2 separate regions of the Mus musculus genome follow, and region 2 is linked to region 1. A link is a contact called in public Micro-C data. All regions are on one chromosome and are shown on one strand. Each heading gives the region's core, a stretch centred on a gene start, on an enhancer-like site or on the middle of the called end of the contact. The rest is flanking DNA. Distances are from core to core; before and after follow the strand shown.

What was found. Hi-C and Micro-C count contacts between places; a contact is called where the count stands out from the background.
Region 2: a Micro-C map of B cells shows a contact between it and region 1, with 1.9 times the contacts expected there. The contact joins two enhancer-like sites. A contact is called at or near these places in 11 of 39 promoter capture datasets (the C10 cell line, HPC-7-derived erythroid cells, embryonic stem cells and 5 more), 1 of 15 datasets of contacts at CTCF or cohesin (pro-B cells), 12 of 484 Hi-C or Micro-C datasets (B cells, Th1 cells, cerebral cortex and 6 more), 5 of 115 datasets of contacts at active chromatin or transcription factors (embryonic stem cells, intestinal villus epithelium, large pre-B cells and 1 more) and 3 of 9 other capture datasets (adipose tissue, liver and pancreatic islet).

What each region holds. Positions count from the first base shown.
Region 1 is chr10:117,638,572-117,641,812 of GRCm38.p6, forward strand. All of the region lies in intron 2 of Cpm (carboxypeptidase M), which reads left to right. Among named protein-coding and RNA genes, the nearest start is that of Cpm, 11 kb to the left of the region's middle. Within about 2 kb of position 1,585, at least 60 of the 459 cell types and tissues checked have an H3K27ac peak or open chromatin away from gene starts, as enhancers often do. A contact at or near this core is called in B cells, Th1 cells and memory CD8 T cells, where this site is marked.
Region 2 is chr10:117,570,086-117,573,326 of GRCm38.p6, forward strand. No RefSeq gene overlaps it. Among named protein-coding and RNA genes, the nearest start is that of Gm32235, 13 kb to the left of the region's middle. Within about 2 kb of position 1,651, at least 84 of the 459 cell types and tissues checked have an H3K27ac peak or open chromatin away from gene starts, as enhancers often do. A contact at or near this core is called in B cells, Th1 cells and memory CD8 T cells, where this site is marked.

The DNA of each region.
Region 1 (3,241 bases), core at 335-2,834:
CCTCATTCACTCCAGTCGCATAGCAAATCTTACTTGTAAAGGTTTTCAGGCAGTGGTGAGATGTCCTAGCACAACACAGCATTTGCAGAGACTTCCAGGTCTCTTATGTAGAAAGCCCCGTGGCCAATTGATTCTTTTTTTTTTTTGAATTTATTTATTTTATGCATATGAGTACAGCACCATTGCTCTCTTCAGACACACCAGAAGAGGACACCTGACCCCATTACAGATGGTTGTGAGCCACCATGTGGTTGCTGGGAATTGAACTCAGAACCTCTGGAAGAGCAGTCGGTGCTCTTAATTGCTGAGCCATCCCTCCAACCCCTGGCCAATTGATTCTTGATGGAAAGCAAGGGCCAGTCCTCTCTGTGCAGGCCCATAATAAATTAAGAATGGTTGGATAGAGTCTGCCTGGCTATCTCACACTTGCTAACAGGGGGAAGCCAACAAAAAGGAACATAAGGGTTGCTCATAAAGGTTGCTCGTCAGGGCTAGGAAGCTCTCTGTTTGTAAAGTGATTGCTGTGAAAGTCGGAGGACTTCGTAGAACGCACCAAAGCCAGGAGTGCTCCTGTGATCTCAGCACACCCATAGTGAGATTTTTTTTTTCCACAACAGGGTTTTTCTGTATAGCCCTGGCTGTCCTGGAACTCACTCTGTAGACCAGGCTGGCCTTGAACTCAGAAATTCGCCTGCCTCTGCCTCCCGAGTGCTGGGATTAAAGGTGTGCGCCACCACGCCGGGCTTTGGAGATTTGTTCTTGAAACAGAACCAGTGGCATGTGCTACCAGAAGGACTGGAAATGTGAGGAAGAGAGAAAAATGAAAGATGACCCTGGAGCAAATGCTTTAACCCTGAGGCTACGTGCTTTGGCAGCTCAGAGCATTCATGTTATCTATTAAGACAGAGAAAACTAGTAGAGACCAGTTCTGGGGTGATTTCAGGAGCTCAGACACAAAGGCCGGGCATGGTGACACACGCCTTTACTCCCAGCAGCACTTGGGAGGCAGAGCCAGGAGCATCTCTGTGAATTCAAAGCAGGCTCCATCCACATAGTGAGTTCCAGGCCAGCCTGGGCTACATGGTGAGTCCCTACCTCAAGCCCAAACAAAACAAGCCTCTGATTTAAACAGCTTACTTAATCTTCAAGTCCTCAGCAGATCTTCAGCTGGGCTTCGGAGGGGGTTTATGTAAATGGCACTCAGGAGAAGTTTGGCTGTGAAAATGAACTCGGTGATCATCTACTGCCGATATCAGCAGCCCTGAGAAGAGCGAAACTACCCTACAAGAGACTGAGGACCGAGAAAAGGCTAGAACAGAGCTGAAGGCTAGCCCAACGCTTATAGTCTGGTAGAGCCAGGAGCCAGCAAAGGAGGGGAAATGAAATCAGGATGGAGACCGTGGGGGGCGGGGAGGGGGGAAGGGAACGGACCCTAAGAGTCGTGCCACAGGACGGTGGAGGCACCCAAGGTCACGTGACTGCCACCACCAGGGATTTTTAAACAGGACGCAGGAGGTACCCAGGGTCACGGGACTTCCACCGGGGATTTTCTGGAAGGACTGTGTTAAGTCAAACTAAGCTCCTCCCCGAGGCTGAGCGTGCAGCAAGGGCCCGGCGCAGAAGCAGCAGGCTCAGGCTATGGTGGCAAGAGAGTGAGCACAGGTTCTGCCCCCCTCAGGGACTTGTTCCCAACCAGCTGTAAACCACAGAGACACGTGAACAATCCCTCCATTCAGGGAAGCCCAACGAAGAAGCCGCGGAGTTCACAGTTCAGTTTGACTGTCCGCAGGAGTGTAGTACCAGCTATGCACTCCATCATTGTAAACCACGCTCTTATCCTGACCCACTGCCTTGGGGTGGGTTCAGGACACAGAAAGAATGAAACTAGCACACAGTTCAGGACTGCAGTGTTCCTTTTGGTTCAGGGTCATTGACAGGACTGCAGGTGTTCCCAAAGATAAGCAAGAACCAAGAAAGGCAGACTTGACGGTGACAACCATTTCCTCTCAAGGTCATGGTTAATATTAAATGTTGCTGGGAGTCAAAACTGAGAGCCATAAACTTAAGTCATATAACCCAAACTGTAGTTACTAAAATTCCATTTTTCTGTTTACAGACTGGGTTGCTTTTAGCAGTTCAGTACCTAAAATTCAGAGCCTAGAAATATAGAGGTAAAGACATTAGACACAACCCCTGCCCTGAAAGGATTGGAAGAACAGGAGAAAAGCAAGACAACTAGTAAACAGATATGATTAGTTCTGTGGGGGCAGCAGAGGGTAACGGGAAAGAAAAGGATGGTCAGCCAGGAGCAACAGGAAAGGCAGGGCAGACCGTGGGCCTGGGGCTGAAGGAGCCATCAACCTGGAGGAACAAAAGAAGCTCGCTGTGGCCAAGGGGAGACCGGAAGGCGTGTGGACTGAGGGTCTTAACCGTGCTGTGTCAGCCATCCTTGGTTCATCCAAAGGAGACACGACCATCTGGGCTTTATGCCTGAGGGGAAGGTGACCGGTGCATTTCTTCGATCGGAAAAACAAATTTTTAGCAATTTTATAATGTAAAAGGTTATTTTCTAGAATTAATTTTATCTCCCCACTCTATGTGTGCTAGTCTTAGTGTGGAGGTCGGGGTCAGCTTTTCAGGATTGCTTCTTTCCACCGTGTGGATCAAACTCAATTTGTTTGTTGACCCTTTATAAGAATAATATATATGCTGGACAGTGGTGGCGCACGCCTTTAGTCCCAGCACTTCAGGGGCAGAGGCAAACAGATTTCTGAGTTCGAGGACAGCCTGGTCTACAGAGTGAGTTCCAGGACAGCCAGGGCCACACAGACAAACCCTGTCTCAACCCCTCCCCACCAAAAAAGAATGTGTGTGTGTCTATGTGTGTGTGGTGTGTGTGTGTGTGTGTGTGTGTGTGTGTGTGTGTGTGTGTATTCATTTTCTACCAGATTAGATCTTAGTTACCAACAGGTTTGGTTCATTAGCCAAAATGCATTTTGGCAATTCACTTATGAACCCGTTTAATCCATAGTTGTTCATTGGGCCCCTGCTATCTTGCAGAACCTTTCCAGGCGGATATAAAGAACAAAACCCGAGCTTCCTTTCAGAACTACAGCCGAGGGCGCTGAATTCCTGCTGCAGTGGTAGGAAAGCCTTGTTGCTGGACTGTGATCCCAGCTCTGGCCCCTGGGGTGCTCGGTAAAGGTCAGAAAAGCTTCTCAGGCAAGCGGATTCCCAGAGC
Region 2 (3,241 bases), core at 401-2,900, 68 kb before region 1:
AGACCTTGCACCTCTTGGCCACCCTCTTAAGTGTGTTGAGCATTAAGGGGCGGGGGGGGGGGGTGGCATTTTGGGCACCCGTTAAAAGAAAAGGGATATCTTTTCCTCAACTATCAGAGGGCTCAGGCTGCCATCTCTTTAAAGGAAGCCAGATCAAAGAGAGAAAGGCAAGACAAATTTATTTATGCAAAAATATTACAAGATACGGCCCTTTCAGCAAGGAAGAAGGAACACCCAGGGAAACAGTTCTTACAGGCACCTGTGTAAAAGTGTGACTACAGGACACAGTGCTCCGTGAGATGGCGACTCACTGGAGGGCTGCCCAGAGAGAGGAATACCACAGTCCAACACTGGCACTAGTGACTTGAGCTAGCAGTTTGTGTGACCCCACAGAGGTCAGACAGCAACGTGCTTGACTTAAGATGCCCTGTGGTGTCGGAGGCTGAGACATCCTAGAGGACCTTGATGCAACCAATGCCTAGGAACCACTGACTTGGAAAGCATCATTGCTTTTATACAGTATTCTTTAAAAAAAAAAATCTTGAATATTTATTTGTTGGCCAGAATTGCTTTACTAGTGGAGAACACTCAGTGAATGATAAAACTCCAAAAAGAAAGTGGAAATTATGAAAAACAAACAAACCAACCACTGAAATCTGAGAGTGTGTCTTCCTTCCTGAATTATCTATCACCTGCCATGTGAAAATTTGTCAGAAAAGACATTTTCCTTTTGAGTTATGGCCACTCACTAAAGTTTTGTTTTGAGTGACAGCGTTTGGATCTAGTGGCACAGCAATGAGTTGATGAAATTCACTCCCAGGGCAAAAGCTTAAATGTTTCTCCCCCTCTCCCTCTTCCTCCCCTCCCCTTCCCCTGCCCCTCCCCTCCCCCCTCCTCCTCCTCCTCCTCCTGTTCTTTTTGAACACAGGAGAGTGAGGACAGAGAGAAAAGGGCAGAAATCGTCCTACCCTCACATACACAGCTATTTTAAAATATAATTACACATTTGGCAGATGTCTCTATTAGATTGCCTGGAGGCAATCGCATTTGCATCAAACACTTCAAGGCAGGATGTTAAAGAAGCACCGGGCTGGTCAGAGCGTGGGCTGGAAAGGACCAAAGTCTTTGGGCTTGCACTTGGGTTTGCACTCCGAGCCTTCAATCCACCTCGCTCTGCACCAGCTTTTTGGTGGGGCAGTGCGAGTCTCTTCAGCTCTCCTTTCTGCATTAACCACCTTTGTTTTTCCGTCTCTGGGTCCCAGGGTGAAACCAGCCTCCCATCAGGACGGATTTGCTCTGAGCCCAGAGACTACCAAATATCCAATCATTCAGGACGGAGAAGGCGGGGAGGGGAGGCAATCGTTCGCCTAGCAGGAACCTGGGCACATATGGCTCTCCTGGGGGTTCCCTATGAGTCAGAGCCAAAGGCGAAGCAGGTTGTGAACTCTGCAGCGGAGCAGTTGCAGAACCAGAGGTGGACTTTCACATTTGCTCCCAGATGCCCGAACTCGAGTTTCCTTCTACTGAAATCCGAGCTGGTGGTAAAAGGCATAAAAGTGGCTGCATTAGGAGCTGGCTCACAGTCAGCACTTTCTCCTTGAACAGCAGGAAGGGTTTGCACTCGGCTCGAAAAGCAGCTGTGCGAACATTTCAAGCAGCTGGGTTTGGTGGCGGCCGTAGACGCTTAGCGATGCTCCATTTCTGGAGCTAAGTTAAGCGCTCCAGGCTTGCTTGCTTGCGAGCAAAGGTGACTAGGGAAGCAGGCTCAAAGGCAAACAGCGAAAAGAACCAGGTTCCCCACCTACCGAAGTGAAAATCTTTAACAAACTACCTAAAAGGGGGTGGGCGGGGTGGGGTCGAGCCATTGTATTTTAAGTTAGGAATTAGTTCTTTAATGCTGTAGGCAAAGCACTTACCTGATAGGGCTTATCTGTTGGCTGGAATTCATCAAGGTAATGGGTTTGTTTAATGGTGTTTGCAAAGTTCAAATCTGCTGTGGGAAAGATTCAACTCGTTTGCACCATCATTAAGGAATGAATGAGAGTCATAGCATTTAGGACTGAATGCTACACCAGGAAGGAGCATCCTTTGAGCTTTTCTCCCTGAGGTTCCCAGGCAGGATTCCAGCCTTCGGGAACCAGGGATGACTAATTCAGTGCAATTGCCAGAGCTATGGAAATGAAACACCCGCGCAAAGCTCTCCCTTTGACTTTAGAAGCTGATGAATCCACAGTAGAGCTGGGGTATGAACGTTTTTTCCAAGGGGCAAGGAAGAAAAACCATTTGCCCTTAATTGTACCATTAATGGACTGTCATGCTAGCTTCAGCTATCAGGAGAGCCCATAACTATTGTCGGAGAAAGGATGGGGAGGCAGACCCACAGCAGGCATCAGGTGGAGTCTAGTTCAGACTTGTGCAAGAAGATTGCTTTAGGAATGGCAGAAATGGAAAAAAATAGGTTCTGTGGCTTCAGCTTCTACTACAGAGGAAAAAAAAAAAAAAAGAAAGGGTACACAGAACACTTATTACTTGCATTGTACAGCAGCCTGACAGCCTTTTGTGAGTTTGCAGAGGAAGGCGGGAACCATCGACATTTCTTTTGGGGGCCACAAGAATAGCGACCCAGACACAAGAACATTAGGAAGGTCCAGGGTAGACTCCTCAGATATGGGACCTCATGTGCAGATGTTATTAGAAGCTGTAACAGTAACACACACACACACACACACACACACACACACATTCTTTCCTCCTTCGGGCCTCGAACCTCTGCTGATCTGCACAGGGCTAGCTACTTTTTTTCATTTACTACCACAACGCACGAATTTATTCCAGCCACCAGTCTCCTGCTGCCATATTACTCTGCTCAAATGCCTCGGTCACGCTTACTACTTTACAAGACGGAAATCAGGGTTCTTACATACAGCAGATACCTTTTCATCTAAGGTGAGAATAACCTGGGGGGCTGGAGTCCCAGGAAGCCAGCAGCCACTGTAGTACCCCCACCCCCTGCTGGAGGCTTCTGAGTCCTTTGTCTCTTGAGCTCAAAGAACGGGTTCCATGGATAATGTGAGGGTGAGGTTTTAGAAAGGAGTGTATTAAGTGAGTGTATGTGGCAGCTTAAGAAGTAGGAAGAGGGCAGAGGTCCTGTATAGGAAAGGCAGGTGCTGAGAAAATGGTTGCCACTGAGGGTCAGTCAGTGTCCCTGTCTGGGCTGAAGCATGGTGGGAGGGGGGTGCGG